4 separate regions of the Mus musculus genome follow, and regions 1, 3 and 4 are each linked to region 2. A link is a contact called in public HiCAR-type data. All regions are on one chromosome and are shown on one strand. Each heading gives the region's core, a stretch centred on a gene start, on an enhancer-like site or on the middle of the called end of the contact. The rest is flanking DNA. Distances are from core to core; before and after follow the strand shown.

What was found. HiCAR-type assays count read pairs that join an accessible place to other places.
Region 1: a contact with region 2 is called in a HiCAR-type map of astrocytes, with 5 times the contacts expected there. The contact joins the promoter of Myh11 here to the promoter of Mapk1 in region 2. A contact is called at or near these places in 1 of 39 promoter capture datasets (cranial neural crest) and 1 of 115 datasets of contacts at active chromatin or transcription factors (astrocytes).
Region 3: a HiCAR-type map of astrocytes shows a contact between it and region 2, with 5 times the contacts expected there. The contact joins the promoter of Abcc1 here to the promoter of Mapk1 in region 2. A contact is called at or near these places in 2 of 39 promoter capture datasets (cranial neural crest and second pharyngeal arch cranial neural crest) and 1 of 115 datasets of contacts at active chromatin or transcription factors (astrocytes).
Region 4: a contact with region 2 is called in a HiCAR-type map of astrocytes, with 4 times the contacts expected there. The contact joins the promoter of Nde1 here to the promoter of Mapk1 in region 2. A contact is called at or near these places in 1 of 39 promoter capture datasets (liver), 1 of 484 Hi-C or Micro-C datasets (uterus) and 1 of 115 datasets of contacts at active chromatin or transcription factors (astrocytes).

What each region holds. Positions count from the first base shown.
Region 1 is chr16:14,288,685-14,293,278 of GRCm38.p6, forward strand. Myh11 (myosin, heavy polypeptide 11, smooth muscle) reads right to left here and starts at 2,724. Exons shown (of 41, transcript NM_001161775.1): 1 at 2,592-2,724.
Region 2 is chr16:16,980,066-16,985,029 of GRCm38.p6, forward strand. It overlaps Mapk1 (mitogen-activated protein kinase 1), which reads left to right and starts at 3,317. Exons shown (of 9, transcript NM_011949.3): 1 at 3,317-3,674. The coding sequence starts at 3,562.
Region 3 is chr16:14,358,180-14,363,249 of GRCm38.p6, forward strand. It overlaps Abcc1 (ATP-binding cassette, sub-family C (CFTR/MRP), member 1), which reads left to right and starts at 3,379. Exons shown (of 31, transcript NM_008576.3): 1 at 3,379-3,464. The coding sequence starts at 3,417.
Region 4 is chr16:14,160,536-14,165,171 of GRCm38.p6, forward strand. It overlaps Nde1 (nudE neurodevelopment protein 1), which reads left to right and starts at 2,740. Exons shown (of 9, transcript NM_023317.2): 1 at 2,740-2,833.

The DNA of each region.
Region 1 (4,594 bases), core at 1,474-3,973, 2.7 Mb before region 2:
CCCACATTTATGAAATGGAGGGAAGACTATTAGTACTGATTCCAAAGGGCTACTGTGCGACTCCAATTAATGAACCTTTCTCTTTTGCTGCAGCCGTGGGAATCCAACCCTAGCTAAGTGATCTTCGACTTCTGAGAAGACTAAGCAAGTGCTACAAAAAACGTTAAGACACTGGCTTGTTCTCAACAGTCCCATTTTGCAGATGGGAAAATGATCAGGGAGGCCAACAGCAACAACATATTTTTAAAGATCAGCTGATTTCCAGGTAGCCCAGGCTGGCTTTGGACTCACTCAGCAGCTGATTTCCAGGTAGCCCAGGCTGGCTTTGGACTCACTCAGCAGCTGATTTCCAGGTAGCCCAGGCTGGCTTTGGACTCACTCAGCAGCTGATATGACCTTGAACTCCTGCCGTCTTACCTCTCAGATGCTGGGGTTGAAGTTGCGCACCATTAGGCTGGGGTTTGATTTTTTTTCCCATTTTTTTTTCCTGAGATAGTGTTTCCTATTGTAGTCCAGGATGGCCTGAACTTGCTATGTATTCCAGGTTAGCCTCAAACTCTCATTAATTCTCTCACCTTAGCCTTCCTTCCAAATGCTAGTATTATAGACATGAGCCACTATACCTGGCAAAATAATGTGGTTAAGACCTTCTGAGTATTTGAAATAGGATATAGTTTTCTAAATTACTCAATGGTTCATCAGATGTAAATACCACCTGTTCTTATTAAATGTATGGAAGACAGGAGCTAATTTCCACCAGAAAAAAATATACAAATAGAACTTCCAAATAAGAAGAGAGAGGGAAAAAAGAGCCTCACTGTCTTCTAAGTGCCCCCCATCTCTACAGGGAAAGACGGTGAAGCACCCAGAACCCAAGCCAGCCAGGCTGCATAGCAAGGCTGGGTGATTGGCCAAGGGGGCTGGGGATGGCCTCGTAGAAAACACTACCATACAAGGGCATGTCTGCCTCCAGCCCAGCCTCTCACAGAAAAGTAATGATAAATCCATAGTGACTACCTTGTACGGAAGAGAGGCTCTATTTCAGATATAACAATGAAAGTCCATAGTGCTTATGAAGCAAACCCACAGGTTTCTCCAGGGTGGCTCAGCACGGGCGTGTTTTGGGGTCACCCAGCCTCATGGACTCCTACCACATCTGTTTCTCTCTAGGGAACAGCCTTTGTCAGTTTAAATTGGTAGAAGGTTTCAATCTTCTTCAAAAAGTGGTGGAGTCCACCAGAAACAGGAGTCCAACAAATTTTGGTTTTCAGGAAAGACAAAGAGCTGTCACGACAAGATGATCAACTTCGTGATGAAGTGTATATAATGATTCAAATAACTTGATTCCACTGAAGTGCTGTTAAGTACCTGGCTTGTTAAGTGTGCCATCAACCACATCAAAAAAGAGAAGGTGTTCCTTGCCATGAGAGACTTTTGGACCTGTATGGTCAAGCTCTCTTTCTTTAAGTCAAGTCTAAAATAGCATCTTGAAGTAAACTGAGCAAGAGAAGAACCTTCACCAGAGGACACAGAACGGAGCAGAGCAGTGTGCTGAACACAGCCGGACGTCCCTTCTTTCCCAGCAAGCTCCATGGCTTCTCGCAGTTCTTAGAGGTAGAACCTAAACAGCCTAGTCCCGGCTTTCTAAAAGGTTTCTTTTGTTCTCTGACAGACATAACTTTGAAAGGTGCTTTCCAAACAATTCTGAACTGGAATCGCAGAACTTTCTCCTGCTAGTTCCTCTCTCTGTCCTAAGAGTAACCTTCCCACTGAGGAGCCCCAAACCCAGCGCCTGCTCACTCGGTGCACCTGGGGGTGGGGAGGCAAATGGAGCCTCCGCACCCACCTGGACATCTGAGGCCCTAACCAACCAGGAGAAGAACTCCCTTGTTAATTCACAGAGTCTGGGGTCTGGAAGGGAACAGAGTGAAAGAAACTAGCCATATCTTACAATAAGCAGCCTTGTCTACCAGTAACAATCCACAGCAAAATCACCTAAGTAGATGGAAAACACACACACACACACACACACACACACACACACACACACACACACACCACAGCCTGTGCTCAGAACTATCAACACTTTCACCCATGTTTCTGAGTTACTTTGTGCAATGGTCAGTGGATTATCCATCCCATGACCTAGTCAGACTAACCTTGGGTTCCGATCACCATCCCAAATACTGGGATTTGAACCCAGGACCCGCAGTGCTCTACCACAGCACATTTGTCCACTGTGCAGCCTATAAACACTGGTTGGTTTTTAAGTAGACCATTTTGTTTTTTAGACTCTAGTCTTAAAATACCTGGAATTGGGCCCAGCCACCAGAATCTTTAATTGCTTACTCCACTTTCCCAGGTGGTTCTGCTCATGGGCAACCTGGGGATGCTGGTTTGACGTGGTGGGTAGTGGGGGGGGGGAGGGGAGTAATCACAGGAGGTCTAGAATGATCCTGTACCCGGCTTCTTCCCATTGTCCTTATAAGAGATAACAATCAGGACCCCTGGAGTCCCCACTCCCAGGAGGATGCTTTAGAAGGCTTAAACCCACCACCCAGGCTTGCCCCTAAGGGACCAACTCTACTTACAGATCTACTCCGGGGGTGGATTAGCAGGAGGACACCGGATGGAGAGCTCGGATCTGGCACTGATCCCAGGCTGGGATGGTCCAAATCTCTCTGTAAGCTTCGGACGCCTGGCTTTATAGAGTCAGCGCTATCTGAGAGTGGAAAGGGGAGGTGGCTGTCGGACGTCCGAGAGTGGGAGGATCCTCTTCCCTTCGCGGCGCCCCCTGCAGGTGAGGAACAGAGCCGCACTGACCCACAGCCTCAGGCTTCGCTCCCTGTAGCCACCCAGATCCTGGGTCCTTACAGAAAAGGAATCCGGTATACAGAGTCTGTAGGGAAACGTGAGAATTTCTCCCCCTAGGTCCATTCCAGCTGGATTTTAACCTCTTCCTGTTCATACATACTGGAGGCTTGATACCTCCCACTCTCCTTCATCCCCTCTTCATTCACCTGCCACCTCTTAGATCTGAGGGCGGTTGTGTTTAGCAAAGGGAGGGGAAAGGTGATTTTTTTTTTTTTTTTTTGAACTCTGCAAGGTGCAAAGCAGGTCACCGCATATCCTCCAGTGACTGCTGGGAATGTGTGGGAAAAGAAAGGGAAACTTGTTTTTCCTAACTTGTTCTTTGCAGTTCCATTCATGCTACAACCAAAATTAAATATAATCCCAGGGTGCCTGGAACCAATAACGTGGTTTCTCTGAACATCGTTGAAAAGCGGGGTGCTGCTGGAGAAAGAGTGCATTATGGCACTTGGAGGATGCGTGCTAAGACCCTAAGAGAATGCGGGGTACTTGCTGGTCCCCCGCAAGTTCACAGCTGTCCCCCCTCAGCAAGGGATACTTCTCAATCTCTTTCCCTTAGCCCTGTATGGATCTAGGTCCCTGTCTCCCTGTCTCTTTTGTCGGACCTGACACACTCTCCATTACACTCTAGCTTTGATTTCCCTGTGACGATTTTTGTTCTGTCTCTATCATTTCATCTGTTATGTCCCTAAAGTCAGTTTCTTTCTCTCTCTCTCTCTCTCTCTCCCTCCCCCTCCCCCCCCCCTTGCACACACACCACTCAGGCCATAAAAGGAAGTCGAGGCAGAGCTGGCCCCACGCCAGACCGGGGACGCCTCGCTCCCCGCGCGCGGACCCTCGAGGTCCCGGGCTGGTCCTCCCTCCTGGGCCTGGGCGGGAGACAACCCAAAAAGGCCAGGCGCAATTCTCGAAACAGGAATTCCCAGCGTGGCATACCAGCGGGGCTCTGGCTCCCCCTGACTAAATATGGTCCCGCGCAGCCTCCCGCTGAGCCCGCGGGGCGGTATAGGGACCCCAGTGCTCAGACAGGAGCTCCAGACCCAGGTGCAGCTGGTTCTTCCAACCCAAGGATGATTCTGGCCAAACCTGCCCCAGCCCTATTTTGCAGGCCAGAAGACTGAGTCCTGTGAGGGTCCTTAGCAAGCTCAGTACTGTTTAATACCAATGTTCACTCTGGAGAGCTGAGTTACGGATCACTGTGTACAAAGCCAACAGGGGTGCTGTGTGGCCTTTCATATCCCAGCCCATCTGGACCCCTTCCATATCCGTCCAGGACCAAGCTCACCTGCTTCTCAGACTTGAAAACATCTGGATCTTGGTCCTCCCCATCCCCATTCCTAACCCCATCCCAGCCTCACTGGGCAGCAATACACAGAGCCAAGGACAGCAGCTTGGCTGCCTCGATGTAGAGGTGGGGGAGGAGCCCTCCACATGATGGACGAGGCTGCTTCCCCAAAGCCTCTTCGCAGCTGCACGTAAAAGGAATGGAAACCGTCTGGGCATTGAGCCCAGGAGGAATGGAAGAGGGAAGCCCAGGACCCACCTGCACCTATCCCAGTCTGGAACCAGCCCAGAGCTTGCCATCCCCGTGTTAGGAAGGAAGGGCACTCCCGCAGCAGGCCTCAGTGAAGTCAATTCCAAGGAGCACAGCTGAGTTTTAAAGAATGGTATCAATTTTGAAACAAAACTAATTTCAGTACAAGGAGAGACTGGGTCAGTAAGA
Region 2 (4,964 bases), core at 2,067-4,566:
TTCCAACACCCTCTTCTGGCCTCTACCATCAGCAGGCAAAACATTTATACACATAGATAAAGATAAGTAAATCTACGTTAAAAATGTGTCCACCCACCCAGATTCTGTCTTAAAGTTGTGTGATGGTTAATACTGTCAATCTGACAGAATCTAGAATCTCCTAGGAGACAGACTTTGGGCGTGCTGGTGAGAAATTATTCAGATTATGTTAATGGAAGTTGGAAGACTCACCTTAACTATGGAGAGCACTGATCTGGGCTGAAGTACTAGGCTATATTAAACAGGGGGTTATTAAAAGCTGAGTATTAGCATATACCACTCTCTGATTCCTGCTTATGTAAGCAGCCACCTCAAGTCCTGAGCCAGGCTTTCTAACCGGGATGGACCGTATTCTCAAACTGGGATTCAAAATAAACCCTTTCTCCTTTAAATTGCTTTTGTCAGGGCATTTAAACACTGAAACAGGATAAGTAACTAACACAAGTTGACCTCTGCTTATTAATTTTCTGGAACCCCGAGAACCCATTGAATTTTCTACTTGTATGTCTGAGGAAAGTTTTCTTCCATTTTGATTATTGTTTCTAATTGATTGCCTCAGTTTTTTTTTTTAAAGATTTATTTATTATTATATCTAAGTACACTGTAGCTGTCTTCAGATGCATCAGAAGAGGGCGTCAGATCTCATTATGGATGGTTGTGGGCCACCATGTGGTTGCTGGGACTTGAACTCAGGACCATCAGAAGAGCAGTCAGTGCTCTTAACCGCTGAGCCATCTCTCCAGCCCAATTGCCTCAGTTTTATTTTTGGATATATATAGTTTGAATTCCTACAATTATCTCAATTATTTTCTTTCTTGCTTTTAAAGACAGGTCTTAGTATGGAGCCCTGTCTGAGCAAATGCTGTGATTAAAAGCATGCAATACTATCCTAGATTGTTTTCTTTTTTAGCGGTTTTAATGATTTTGCAAACTTTCCTAATATCTACCTTTTATACTGCTGACTTGTTCTTCTGTGTCATCAGATGTTTACTGTTTCAGCTGCTAATTTTATGTTAATTCGTGGGGTTTTTATTTCATGATACTATCCATCTATCCTGGTCTTTAAAAAATACATTTTAATAGAGCCATGGTATTAGGTTTCTTCTGAAATAGATTCTGCTGAATGGACTAAAACATTTTGAAGGATTAAAGAATCAAAAACTTGCCATATGCTTAGTATGCATTCCTCCACTGAGGAACACCCCAGTTCTTCCCTTTATTATTAAAGATTTACTTTTTTATCTTTGAGATTGCCTAGTTAATCTTTATTGATGTCTAGAAGGCCAGACTTGATGTCTCTAAGTTAGATCTCCATGTTGGCCACACAGGAGTCTGCTTCCAGGGATGGCTCAGGAGACAGTGGTAGTCACTTATAATCTCATTAGCTCTGCTTTGTCTGGGCATCCACCAACTTTAAGATTCCAATTTCATCCTTCAGTTTAGTGGTGTTTGTGACTGGTTCGGACCCATGACATCAAGTTTTTTTGTTTGGTTGGTTGGTTTTTTTTTTCTAAATCTTGTTCAGATGTTTTAGCCATTCTAACTATGCTGTGTTTCAGTATACCCATCTGTGACAAAACTTTTCCTGGGGAGACACAACACAGGTTTCCTCACTACAAACAGGAGCTCACAACAGACCAAAGTGTGGATGCTGCTGAAGTTGAAGAGTGTCCTTCCGAGTGCATAAGTTTGTCTAAACCATTACCAGGCAGCAGGCAGGGTTTTGCCTCTTCCAGGTAGCTGGTCTCAAGAGTCTTTGCAGCTCACCTGAGCTCCATCTCAGAGGGACTCTCAGCTTTTATTGCTTACTCTGGTGGGAGGGGCCTAGTGAATCTGGTCAGTTTTAAGGACTTCCTGAAACTCCTTTGAGTTTTTTGATTGGTTTTGTTTTTTTGAGACAGGGTTTCTCTGCATATTCTTGGCTATCCTGGAACTCACTCTGTAGACCAGGCTGGCTTCCAATTCATAAGCGATCTGCCTGCCACTGCCTCACAAGTGGTGGGAATCAAGGTGTGAGGCACCATGCCGCCTTGCTGCTTTTAGTTTTTAGTTTACTATTTCAGAAGCTTCCCCTCAAGTTAGAATGTTTCAAGTTCATAGAATGTTTCAGTCCTTCAGGAAACTGTTGCACAACACCTGGACCCGAGTCCCCAAATTTCTATGTCTTTTTCCAGTGTCCCTACCCACAGCTCTCTATACTTTCCCTTGGCTTTTTATTTCTTCACAACACTTAAGTGCAAATATTGTATTTTGTCTGTCTTTTCACTCTGGAAGCATGGCTGGCTCCAGTGCCGTAGATATTCAGCAAATCTTCTTGAACAAACCTCTAATTAGGGGATTCAATGTCTTGTGTTTTGGTTTCTGCTTACTTATGTCTCACACTGTTAGGTGTGTGTCACGGGCAAGAAGGTAGATATATGTAGTTAGTATAACAAAAGTTATATTTTATTATGCTGAAGGTCATCATGCAAGGTTTACAGTCTAAATTTCTTACAGTCCTAAGCCTGTCTCCCCAAGGTCACCTGTGTCACCTATCTTAGCTTCAGATCAGGTTTCTGATTTGAGGATCAGGACCCTGGCGGGGGGGGGGGGGGGGGGGGGGGAGTGGATTCTCTAGCCACAGAGCAGATCAAGGTGTATCTCTCCAGATGTGTAGAGCAAATCACTGCTTTTGGTCTCTGCTTATATTCTGTCCAGTGGGCATCATGGGGTTCTAGGACTGTATCTGGTTATCTTGCGTGAGTGATGTCACTGAGCTCTGGATCAGGAGCAGCCTTGGATGCTGTGGGATTCCTGCTTAATCTAGTTTTATATGTCTAAAAGGCATTTTTTAAAATTATGCTCATTACAGGGTGAAAGTTTTTTTCTGGGTCTGGGTTATGCTTTTTGGTTTCTGTCCCACTCTGATGGTCTAAGTTCATCAGAGTGCACAATGTGGGCCACGTATTCTTAGAGGTCTGTCTCAGGGGTCCCGTGGTTGGTGTGCAGTGAGTCCTCTGGTCTCAAGCCAAGTCCCTGGTCCCGTGTGAGTTCGTTCTGGACCAGGCACAGCACCAGGACAGTGGGTGGGACTCTGTGGGGTCCTTATGCCTAAATTCCAACCTAGCTCTCTAGAGCTACCCAGCGCTTGGGTCTCCGAGCGCACATGACGTCCCTCCCCCGCAGCCGCAGTGCTCCTGCCTCACCTCGCTGCTTCCGCCGACCCGCGAGACTCCGCCCTCTCTACCAAGAGAAGCCAATCAACACGCACGCCCTTGACTCCGCCCTAGCGCCCTTCGACGCGAACCCTTCCCTCCTCCCACTCGTAGCCCGCCCGTCAGGCAGGAAGGCTGGCAGTGGTTCTACCGGCGGTTAATTCTCTCCTCTGTGTTGTCCTCCTTCCTCGTTCCCGATCGCCGGCGGGGGCGGCTACACGGGCGGCAGCGCGGTTCCTGCGGGAAGCGCAGCATAAGTCGAGCGGCAGCCGCGAAGCGTCGAACCGAACGCGGCGGCGGCGGCGGCGGCGGCGGCTGTGCAGCCAACATGGCGGCGGCGGCGGCGGCGGGCCCGGAGATGGTCCGCGGGCAGGTGTTCGACGTAGGGCCGCGCTACACCAACCTCTCGTACATCGGAGAAGGCGCCTACGGCATGGTTTGGTGAGTATCCGCGCTGGATTTCAGGCCCGGCCTCACGCGGTCACCCTGTGCCCCCTGCCTGTGGCTGATCTGGACGCACCCACGGCCCTTCCCGCGCCTTGGCCTCGCGTTCTGCGGCGCCCCGGACCCCTGGCTTCTTGGCCTTCACTCCTGGAGCCCTGGGGCGGGGTCCTGGAGCCGGTCGAGGCTTAGGTGTTGCTCCTCGTCTTCCTCTGCTGCTTCTCGTTTGCGGTTGGAGGGGCAACCCCGATTGAGGCCAGGACTCGAAGACTCCGGGGCTTGGTCTTAAAGCGCGTACTTTCGAGGCTTCTCCCTCGGGACGGGAACGGAAGTACACTGTGTCTCCTAATTTATAGCATTATAGCCACCGCCTCTTGACATTAGATTAAAGCCAGGAATTGTATTAGATGCTTGTCCGTGGTGGCGGCGGCCATGGTTTTGCAAGACGGAATAATAGGCTTGTGTGCTGAGCACCAAAATATTTTTCTTCTCTTCTGTGTACGTGAACAGCATTCACAAAATATCTTAAGTAGCGCTAATGATGCTTTCTGCCTCGGGCTTAACCGTTAATGACACAGCGTTGGTTGTGGACATATTGAAATCTTGAAGTTTCAAAATGGATTTAAATATACCGATTGTGTTTCAGAAAGGATAAGCCAGCATCACTCTAGAATTATTAAGAAGTATTTGGAGTTAGTCCTAATTTGACTTTAAATTATCCCGTCGTTACCCTCAAGAGTACTCTCTTAACAGTGTGAATGTATCCATATGTTTTAGCCCGATTACTGTGATCGTTTCCCCATAACGTTTCAGTGTTCAAGAATAGTTTTTGCACGATCACTTGCAGGATTTCCTGCATGTGGAATGTTGAAGTGTATTGTTTTAACTAAAACAAGTTCATTTATCGAAGGTCTCTGAGATAGTTTAATTTAACTTAGCTATCTTGAGGAAAGAGAAGACAGCCTTTTTCAGATAAGGTATTGAAAGGAAGTCCTTTTACAGGGCGAAGAACTAGAATCAAGCTTTGCTGTAGAAAGATCCTGTTTTAAATGCTTCAGCTCTTGAGCTATTGCACAGGCCTCTCCTTGATTTAATAATCTCAGGACTTCGGCATATTTTCCTGATGAACAAGTCTATTCAGAAATGCATTAAAATTTGAATAGTCATAATTTTAGAAATGCCAGAAAAGGTGTGTTTTCACCAAGTGTGCTAACAAGATAGAATAATTAACGTTCTTTTTTTTTTTTTTTAAAGAAAAGACTCATGAATAGTTATATTTTTATGAGCAAA
Region 3 (5,070 bases), core at 2,129-4,628, 2.6 Mb before region 2:
CAAACACCAGCCAACTCTTACTAGGACATTTTCTACCCAGACCAATTCAACTAACTGGATCTCTGTGTAAAGAAGTCATCAAATGGCCGGGTGTGGTGGCACACACCTTTGATCCCAGCACTTGGGAGGCAGAGGCAGGCGGATTTCTGAGTTCGAGGCCAGCCTGGTCTACAGAGTGAGTTCCAGGACAGCCAGGGCTACACAGAGAAACCCTGTCTCGAAAAACCAAAAAAAAAAAAGTCATCAAATGATGATTTGTCTAAGACATCTGTGTCTGCGAATGCTCCTCTAACTTGGGATCCTAGATCAGCAGGAGGACCAGAGCTGGTACAATGAGCTGATCCTTGATGTGTCCCTGTGCAAAAGGACTGTCAGTGCTGGTTAGAGGACTGTTGTATCTTCTTCACCTTCAAGAGAAACTGGTACAAGGTTTGGAACAGGACCTCAGGACATAGCTAGTGTCCTGCAGGAGCTTCCTGCCACCCTTCTACTTCCCTATGCCTTAGGCCCAATACAGGAAATCTGGTGTCACTCCTACTAGGTCAGCAGCTTCAGCCTAGGGAGTGGTCACTGCATCCAGATGTTGTTTGGCTCAACCCAGGGAAACACCAAGGAGGAGGTGGTGAGATTCTACTCTGAGGTTATGAGTGGAGTTATACTGCACGGGCCTGGCCCCAGTGCAGCCTGCTGTAATGCTGCTCTGGGGCCTCAGTGGAATCCCTTATATCCTGTACTTTCTGGGTACCCCTATCTGGCTTAGTCACCCATCTCCCAGCCCCCTTCGTGGCAGGGTCTGTGGCAATCAATTTAAATAGAACAGACGTTTCACATGGAAAAAGTATAAAAAAAGCACCATGCACAGTTCACACTGATAGTCCCAGCCCCTCAGAGGTTGAGGCAGGAGGATGTCTGGGTCTCCTACACCACAACACCCTCAGTTTATCCATGCAGTTCTAGGGCAGAATTTCCTGTGTGAAATGCAGGCCATCCCACTGGACAGAAGTGTTACACTCTGTCACCTGTTCACTATCTATGGACTCTGGCTCCGTCCCCTTTCGCTCAAGCTTATGCCTGTCTGTGTAATATCCCTGCTTTTGCTTCTTTTGAGTGTCTCTCACTCATGCCACCTGCCTCTGCCTTCTCCGTGCTAGGGTTAAAGGTGTGTGGAGCCCTGCCCAACCTTTCCCCTTAATTTTCAAATGAAATGAAATTTATTTTGTGTATATGTGTGAGTGCAGGTGCAGATGTGCTCTGGAGCACTAGTGATGGTCAAAGAAGAGCCTCAGGAGTCGATCCTCTCTTGCTACCTTGTGGGCTTGGGAGACCAGGTTGTCAGAGCTGCATGCAAGCACCTTTGCTGGATAAGCCATCTCACTGGCTGTCTCTGATTTATTTGTTGAGACAGCATCTCTCACTGAATTTAGACTTCACAACTGGGCTAGGCTGACTGGCTGTTGAGTTCTAGGAATCTGCCTGTCTCCATCTCCCCAGGACCACATTACAGATGTGCCCTGACACATGGGCGTTTTCTGACATGGATGCTGGAGTCCAGACTCCAGGTTCTCAGGTTTGTGCAGTAGTACTTACCCAGCTAAGCTTTGTCACCAGAACTGCTCTGTTCTACGTTTTGTGTCAGGGTCTCATGCAGTCCTGGTTGGCCTCGAACTCAAGATCCTCCTTCAGCCTCCCAAGTACTGAGATCGTGGGCGTTCACCACCAGTCTTGGCTGCTTCATAGTTTTCTTATAGGCTGCTTTCCTCAGCTCAAGACACAGCCCAGCCCAGGCTGGAATCCCAACCATGCTTGTGTTTAGCTCAAAAGCTTTCTTTCAGAAAGCCTTCTAGACTTTTACCTGAGCAGGCCTGGCCCCCTTGATCCTCTTTATCCCCTTCCTGGATCTTGCAACAGTTTCAAATACACTTTCCGATTATGAAAGCATGTCATTAAGATCTGTTGCCTTATCACTAAAACACATGAAAATACAGCTCCACTTTCCCGTCTGTCAGATCTGAGCATATTCCAGCTGCTAGCTTGCTAGAGCCTAGCAAGACTCCTGCTATACAGCAGATGCTCAATAAATATGGGTAACAGTGCATTGAGAATTGTTACCTGAAAGTAATTATCTTTAAAAAACTTATTCACAGAGGTAAAGAAACTTCCTGCCAAGCCTGATGACTTGAGTTAGCTCCCTGGAATCCACAAAGTTCCACAAAAAACAACTCTCCCAGGCTGTCCTGACCTCCACAAGCACAAGTTTATATACACACCCACACACATACACACATAGAAGTAAATGCTGTTACTACAACCACCACCTCCACCACCACCACCACCACCACCACCACCACCACCAAACTCTTATTCATACTGAGGGGGACCTGACTTGTGGTTGACCTTCAAAAATTGTTTATCTTACTCATTTTCTTTATTACTTTTTAAATTAAAATATTTTTTCAGGGGTATACATAGCTCAGCTGGTGGAGTGGTTCCTGCTGACAACAAAACCTAGGAGGAAGCCTGGGTTTTGTTGTCAGCGCCCCAGGTGGCTGGGGTAATAAGAAGTGGAGGAAAGGTGATGCACACCTTTAATCCCAGAGCTTGGGAGACAGAGGCAGGCAGATCTCTGAGTTCGAGGCCAGCCTGGTTTACAAATTGAGTTCCAGGACAGCCAGGGGCTTCATAGAGAAACTTCAGTCTGTCTTAAAAAAAAAAAAAAAAAAAATGGAGGCAGAGGGGCTCACAAGTTCAGGGTCATTCATCCTCTACTACATAGTGCTTTAGAGGCCAGATTTAGTTATTATATGAAACCCTGTCCCCAAATTCCTCATACCAAGTAATAAGGAAATGAGTTATTTCCTGGCTGCACTCAGAATGGGAGAAATTCCCAGGGTGCTTTGCAGACCATGGAGGAGGGGTGGCAAACTGGTGTTCAGGATGGAGATCTCAGTGTTTAGAATGGATTCATAGGGCTCCTGATTCAAACGAACTACACTTCTACTCGTTGAGGGACTCTGAGCGAATTTCCTCACCTTTCTGAGCCTCAGTTTCCTTATCTGTTCTCTTTCCTTTCTTGGGAGCTCACATCCATATCCCTCCAGGTGCAACTGAAGGAAAAAGCCCTAAAATCACGCAAGCACCGAGCGTTCTCCCGCAGCGGGGGGCCAGCGGTACAGTTAGGGTCACCTGGGATGAAGCCCAGGTGTGGAGGGCCCAGTGCGGGGTTCTTCCGGGCCGTGTCGGCTTTAGGAGCCGCCAGTGAGTGGGAGCTGCAGACGAGGCCTGCAGGCCCAGGCCAGGGCAACTCGTGGCCGTGCTCGCTCCCACGCGCGGGGCGGGGCGGGGTGGGGCGGGGCTGCATCCCGGTGACGCGGGCCAACCGCGCGGCGCTGCGCCTCCTCGCTCAGCCGGCCGCCCGCATGGCGCTGCGCAGCTTCTGCAGCGCTGATGGCTCCGATCCACTCTGGGTAAGGTGGTGGGCCGCGGGGGACGGCGCGGGGGCGACCGGGGACTCGGAGGACGTGGGGGGACGCTGGGACGCGCGGACCCAGCTGCTCCCCTAGCCGGAGCCCTGCTCTGCTTACGCGGGGATTCGCCACCCGGGCCCCGGCGTAGCCGCCGCTCTCTTACTCTGGGGACCGGGTTCCGGGAGAGCTGGGTGTGTGCGGGGAGGTGCCTCTGTGCTTTGGGGTTCTGCCATCGGGAAGGGACGCCAGATCTGGAGGCAGCAAATTGGGGATTTTCTGTGTTTTGTGGGGGTAGGATCTCCGTTTACCGCGCACACACTATCATAGAGCACCGTGCAGGAGCCCAGACTCTAGAAAGGGACTTCCCATCGCTTGTGTTGGGGTTCCCCACTGTTTGTTTTACCTCTCGTTTACTCTGGCTTCATGTTTTTTTTTCTCATCCTCTCTCCTTTCTGCCTAAATGCTATCAGGGAACTTTAAGGAAATAAGGAAAAGCCAAGAGAGGGGAGAAGGGCCTTTCTGTCTCTTTTTGTAGGTTTGGGGTGCAGTGGAAAATGCCCTGGACTCTGTAACCAGGAGAGTGCCTTCTACTCTGAGTCAGAGAGACTCCGCTGCTCTGGGGATGTCCCGGGGACTTCAGGCCCTCTCCAGGTAGCTTTCTTGTGAAATGATCCTAGGCTGGGTTCCCTGGCTGACTGCTCTAATCTCCAGTGCTTGTGTATTTCGTGTTCCTGTAATGCTGTTCCTGTAATGCGATTTGCCTGTTATTCCAGAACACTCCTGCATCACATTGTCCTGATTATTAGTGACTACAATAGGAAACCCTGGACACAATGACTTTTCTTTTTGTTTGAGAAACAAGAAAAACATCCCTGTTTCTTAGCAGCTGATGGTTAGCGCCCACAAGTATTTGTTCTGTTTTGTGGTACCTCCGTGATAGACTGCATTAGGAATGATGACCCCTGAAGGCCCCCTGGGAGACTTTTGGGTGAGGAGGGTGCCAATTTTGGTTGAGAAACTTACCATACTTGGATAAATGGTTCATTTTAAAGCCAAGAGGTTGGAGGTTTCTCCAGAGCTGGAAACAGAGCTTGTGATTTACATTCGGGAGTCTGCAAGAGATAGGTGCCTGTTTGCCACACAGGAACACTGTGTGTCCTCTACCCTTGTGCCAAGTGTAGAGACAACGAGGTTATTTTGCAAGAACTCAGGGGGATCTGGGTCACTAACATGGGTGCTGGAGTATTTCCTGAATTTCTTTTTTCTCTTATGGTGGAGGGGAAGTAGACATTAGATTTTCTACCAGTTTGCATATTTTATTTTTGCATATATATAACACACACATACATATATTGTGTGTGTGTGTATGTTTGAGTGTATGCATACCATGGCACATGCGCACATCAGACTTGTGTGGAACTCTCTTTCCACAGTGTGGGTTCTGAGGTCCTCAAGCCTCTCACCAGTTCACATCTGGATGTATCCTATTGTTGCGCAGTGATGACTAGGAAATGTTGGGAGGTATTCTCTAGCTTCTAATATGCTAAAAAGCCTACCCAAGAAGCCTGACTTGGTGTTCTTTCCTTCTTGGAACTTTTTGCCACAG
Region 4 (4,636 bases), core at 1,490-3,989, 2.8 Mb before region 2:
CCCTGGTTGCCCTGGAACTCTCTGTACACTAGCCTCAAACTCAGAGATCTGCCTGCGGTTGCCTACAAGTTCAAGAAGTAAAAGCATAACCTTTATTTAGAACCATGCCTGGCTTAAATATGAGTTTTCAGGATTCCATAGGGGGAAAGATAATTTCTGAAATTTCTAGCTCTTTGCTGCTTTCTGTTACAAGTTAGGAAAAAAATATAATCTAAATGTAGGCACAGTATAGAATGTCCTAGCTGGTTATTACTTTAAAATAGTTATACTTAAAAGTCTGCCAGAAGCCGGGCAGTGGCGGCGCACGCCTTTAATCCCAGCACTTGGGAGGCAGAGACAGGCAGATTTCTGAGTTCGAGGCCAGCCTGGTCTACAAAGTGAGTTCCAGGACAGCCAGGGCTATACAGAGAAACCCTGTCTCGAAAAACAAAACAACAACAACAACAAAATTAAAAGCACTACCTACTATTTAATAAAAGTAGGTTTCAACTTTTTGCCAGAAGTAGTGGCACAGTTCCAGGGCAACTAGAACTGCACAAAGAGACCCTGTCTCATTAAAAAAAAAAAAAAAACCAACTTCCTTTTTTTTTCCTTTGCTCAGTAATAATCTTCACATTTATGAAACAAAGATAACAGAGATTTATTATTGGTGTTTCACTGGATACTTTGCATTTGATTCAACTCCCCAAAGACCTAAGTTACTAAACAGAGTTCTCCTCTACCACCCATGAGGACAGGATCAAAGGAAGAGAAGTCAAACTCTCAGCTTGGTCACAGCACAAAAGCTACAAACAAAATGAACAGAATTTTTTTTTAAAAAAAAAGAGCAAAGCCAACTACAGTAGCCCAGGACTTTGATCCCAGCTCCTTCAAAGGTAGAGACAAAATTACAAATTCAGCTTATCCAGGCTACAGGGTGAGCTTAGGTCCAGCCTGGGCATCTTAGAAGGAATTTGACTAAAAAAAAAAAAAAAAAGAAAGAAAGAAAGAAAGAAAAAGAAAAGAAAAGAAAAAAGGGGGCTGAAGGTATAGGTCAGTGGTAGAGCATTTACCTAGAGTGGGTAAGGTATTGAGTTCAACCAACAAAACTGAGGAGAGGGGCAGGGGGCAGGGGGCAGGAGGCATTACTTGTGTAGCCCAGGGGAACAGAACATGATTGTAAGAGTCAAAAAGAGCCTTCTGAAGCTCCTTTTGTTAGGTACAAAATCGAAACACTTGGATTTCCTGTACCCTTTTTCTCATCTTTTAAACAATTCTAGGAGGCTGGAGATACAGCTGAATGATACAGTATTTGCTTAACATGGCCAAGGGCCTAGGTTCAAGGCCAACACTGCCAGAAATGTAAGCTAACTATGCCTTTCTCTGGCTTCCCAGTCTCTAAATAGTCTTCAGCAACATTTGGCATCTGAAATTCTGTTTCCGTTTACTGTATTAACCCTTTAAGATCAGATTCTTTGTCTTAGTCACCAGGTTGTAAAATTACCTGTGCCTAATAGTATTTAATAATTAATGAACAATTAATGGCTTAACGTTAAGAAATTATTATTAGCTGGGCCTGTGATCCCACTGAAAAATAAGGCTAAGGGAATACTCAGAAATTTGAGGCCAGCCCAAGTTACATAGGAAAAGTGTTTCAAAAAAGGAAAAAACAAGGGGCTGGAGAGATTGCTCAACAGTTAAGAACACTGATCTCCTAGAGGTCAATTCCTAGCAACCATATGATGACTTTTTTTTTTTTTTAAAGATTTATTTATTTATTATATGTAAGTACACTGTAGCTGTCCTCAGATATCCCAGAAGAAGGCATCAGATTTCGTTATGGATGGTTGTGAGCCACCATGTGGCTACTGGGACTTGAACTCGGGACCAGTCGGGTGCTCTTAACCCCTGAGCCATCTCGCCAGCCCTGTTTGTTTGTTTTTCAAGACAGGGTTTCTCTGTGTAGCTCTGACTGTCCTGGAACTCACGCTGTAGACCAGGCTGGTCTCAAACTCAGAAATCCGTCTGCCTCTGCCTCCCGAGTGCTAGGATTAAAGGTGTGCTCCACCACTGCCCGGCTTATTTACAAAGCACTGCACAAAGTCTTGTAAACTTATTTATTTAGCTCGGGGGGGGGGGGGGGGGACGACGACGACGACCATTTTATCCACGAGTAATTAAATACCTTGTTTCAAATACACATAGCTAGTAAGCGGCGGAGTTAGGATTCAAAGTCAAGTTCTTTCACATTAAACTATTCTGTCTCAGAAGAAGCCACAACAGTTAAAGATTCTATTTGGGGTGTAAAGTTGTGGAATAACAAGGGTCCTGTGGGCTGGGCGGAAGTTTGTCGTTCTCTATGCCTGTTTTTGTCTTTGTGCATTCTGGGCTAGTATAGCATTTTTGGAATCGGGTAGGGCACTTACAAGTGTAACCCAATATCAGCTATTCCTAATGCCCGGGTTTCTCCGACCAATTGCTCCTTTGTCTATTCTTGGGCAAGAGCAAGAGCAGATAAATGCAACCAGTGTGAAGGAGAGGCGTGCGGATGTTCCAGAGTGCGTGGCACGGCGAGTACCGAGCCGCCAGCAGGCCCTCTCCACGCCCGCCTTCCGGGCCAGTGGCCTGCGCCTCCTGCGGCCCCTCCCGCCCCCACCGAGGCTTGGCCCAGCCGCGCCCGGGCCTAGAGAGAAAAAGTTTCCAAACCTCGCTTCTTTGCGCTGATTGGCCGAGTCAGACGCGTCCCGAGAGCGGCAGCCAATGGGAGGCGCGCACCGCGCAGTACCGGCGAGGCTGGAGGGCAAGAAAGGCCTGCCGGCCCGCGCCTCGCTGGAATCGTCGCCGCCCGGGCTGGGTAAGTGGAGCCAGGCTGCGGGCGGGTCTCCGCCACGCCCGCAGCATCCATCCGACGTGTCCCCCACACCTGCCCTCCTCAGCTTTCCACCTTCCATCCGTGAGCTCCGCCGCTCGCCCTGGCCAACTCCGTTCCTCTTCTGCTGGCTGCTTTTCTATCCTCGAACGTCCTCAAGACCCATGCCCACGCCGCCCCAAGGCCCCCGAGTTCTTAGTCTGCCCCTTCACCCCACAGTTTCCGGGTCCCCAACTGCTGCCGCACGGATACCAACCTATATCCAACCTTCCCCTCGATGCCTATAGGTCTCGGCCGCTGGACGTTTCAAATTTCCCTAGACAGCACTTTGGATCGGATAAACTTTATCCGACAAAGGGTGAGAGTGCTTACCCCACACCTTGGATGTTGGCCCAGCTCACCTCTACCTCTTTGAGGTCCTGGGCAACCCGGAGTCACCTTGACTCCGGAGCGACTTCATATTTCCTAAATCATCTCGACTTTTTGCCAGGTTGTGCATCCTTCTGCGCTTTAGCCGGATCCTCGCTCAACTTCTCTAGCTGGGTGGAGGTTTGTAATTGGCTCTGCCACCTGTTTCTGTGTATTGTGTGTTAGGATAACATTTTAGGACTCAGAAGGGGTGCTTTTGAAGTATAGTCTGATAGAAACTACTCCAGAGCCTGAGGGTATCTGACCACGCACTTCTCTTCCCCAGCACACTGGTATTCAGCCCGTTTTGAGGTTTAAGTAATTCCCCTTTCAGAATTCCATATGGAGTTCAGTAAGAGGAACTTACAGAACTATGACCAACCCTCCAACCCCTCTGAAGTCGCATGTCTTTGTACTTAAGCAGCAAGAAGACAAGCTAGGCTTAGTGACTGACTCTTGATGTGTTTGACCTGGAACTTGCTCTATAGACCAGGCTGGCCTCGAACTCAAGTTGATTCTCTTGCCTTTGCCTCCCAAGTGCTGGGATTAGAGGTGTCCACCATCACCTGGCTCCCATTCACGTCTTGTTTATTTGAGAGAGATATAAACTTGGGCTGGAGAAGGGTATTGGTTCATTCGATATTGGCATCGAGTATTGGTGATCAGCTTGGCTAGCTTTCTTCACTCAGACATCACTTTATTTCTTTCCTAGAAATTTGAAATTAGAGGTGTGTGACTTGTGTGTGTTCTCAGACAGTTTTGTAGACTTAATTTTGGGGGACTCCTCCCAACAAAACCAATCCTAAGGACTGAAAGTTCTTATTTCAAAGTGTGAGGACCTAAGTGATGTCCCCAGCACCAAAAAGCTGGTGTGATGGTGCACACCTGTGATTTGCAGTACCCAGCTTGGGGGACAGGGGGGCCCTGAGGCTTGCTGCCCAGTGCAGGAGAATGTGAGCCCTGGGTTCAATGAGAGACCTTACCTCAAAAATAAATAAATAAATAAATAAATAAATAAAATTAAAAAGGTGGAGAGTGATAGAGGAAGACACCTGATGTCACTTCTGACCCTGCATGCACACAAACACCTGCACACACACACACACACACACACACACAAACCCCACTTCTGGCTCCTCATGCACAGGAATACTTTGCACATACACAGAAACCCCGTGCTGAAATGAATTCTTAGACGTGTAAAACCACCTTACGGGAAACAGGTACTTTTTAAAATTTGCTTTTTGAATTTTGTGTGGTGTGTGTACTTGTTAGCATAGAGGTACTGTGTGGAGTACCAGAAGTCTATAAGAGGACTCTTTCTTCTGTTGTTTTCCATCTTAACTCTTGTATTGATTTATTTTAAGTTTTTGAAACTCC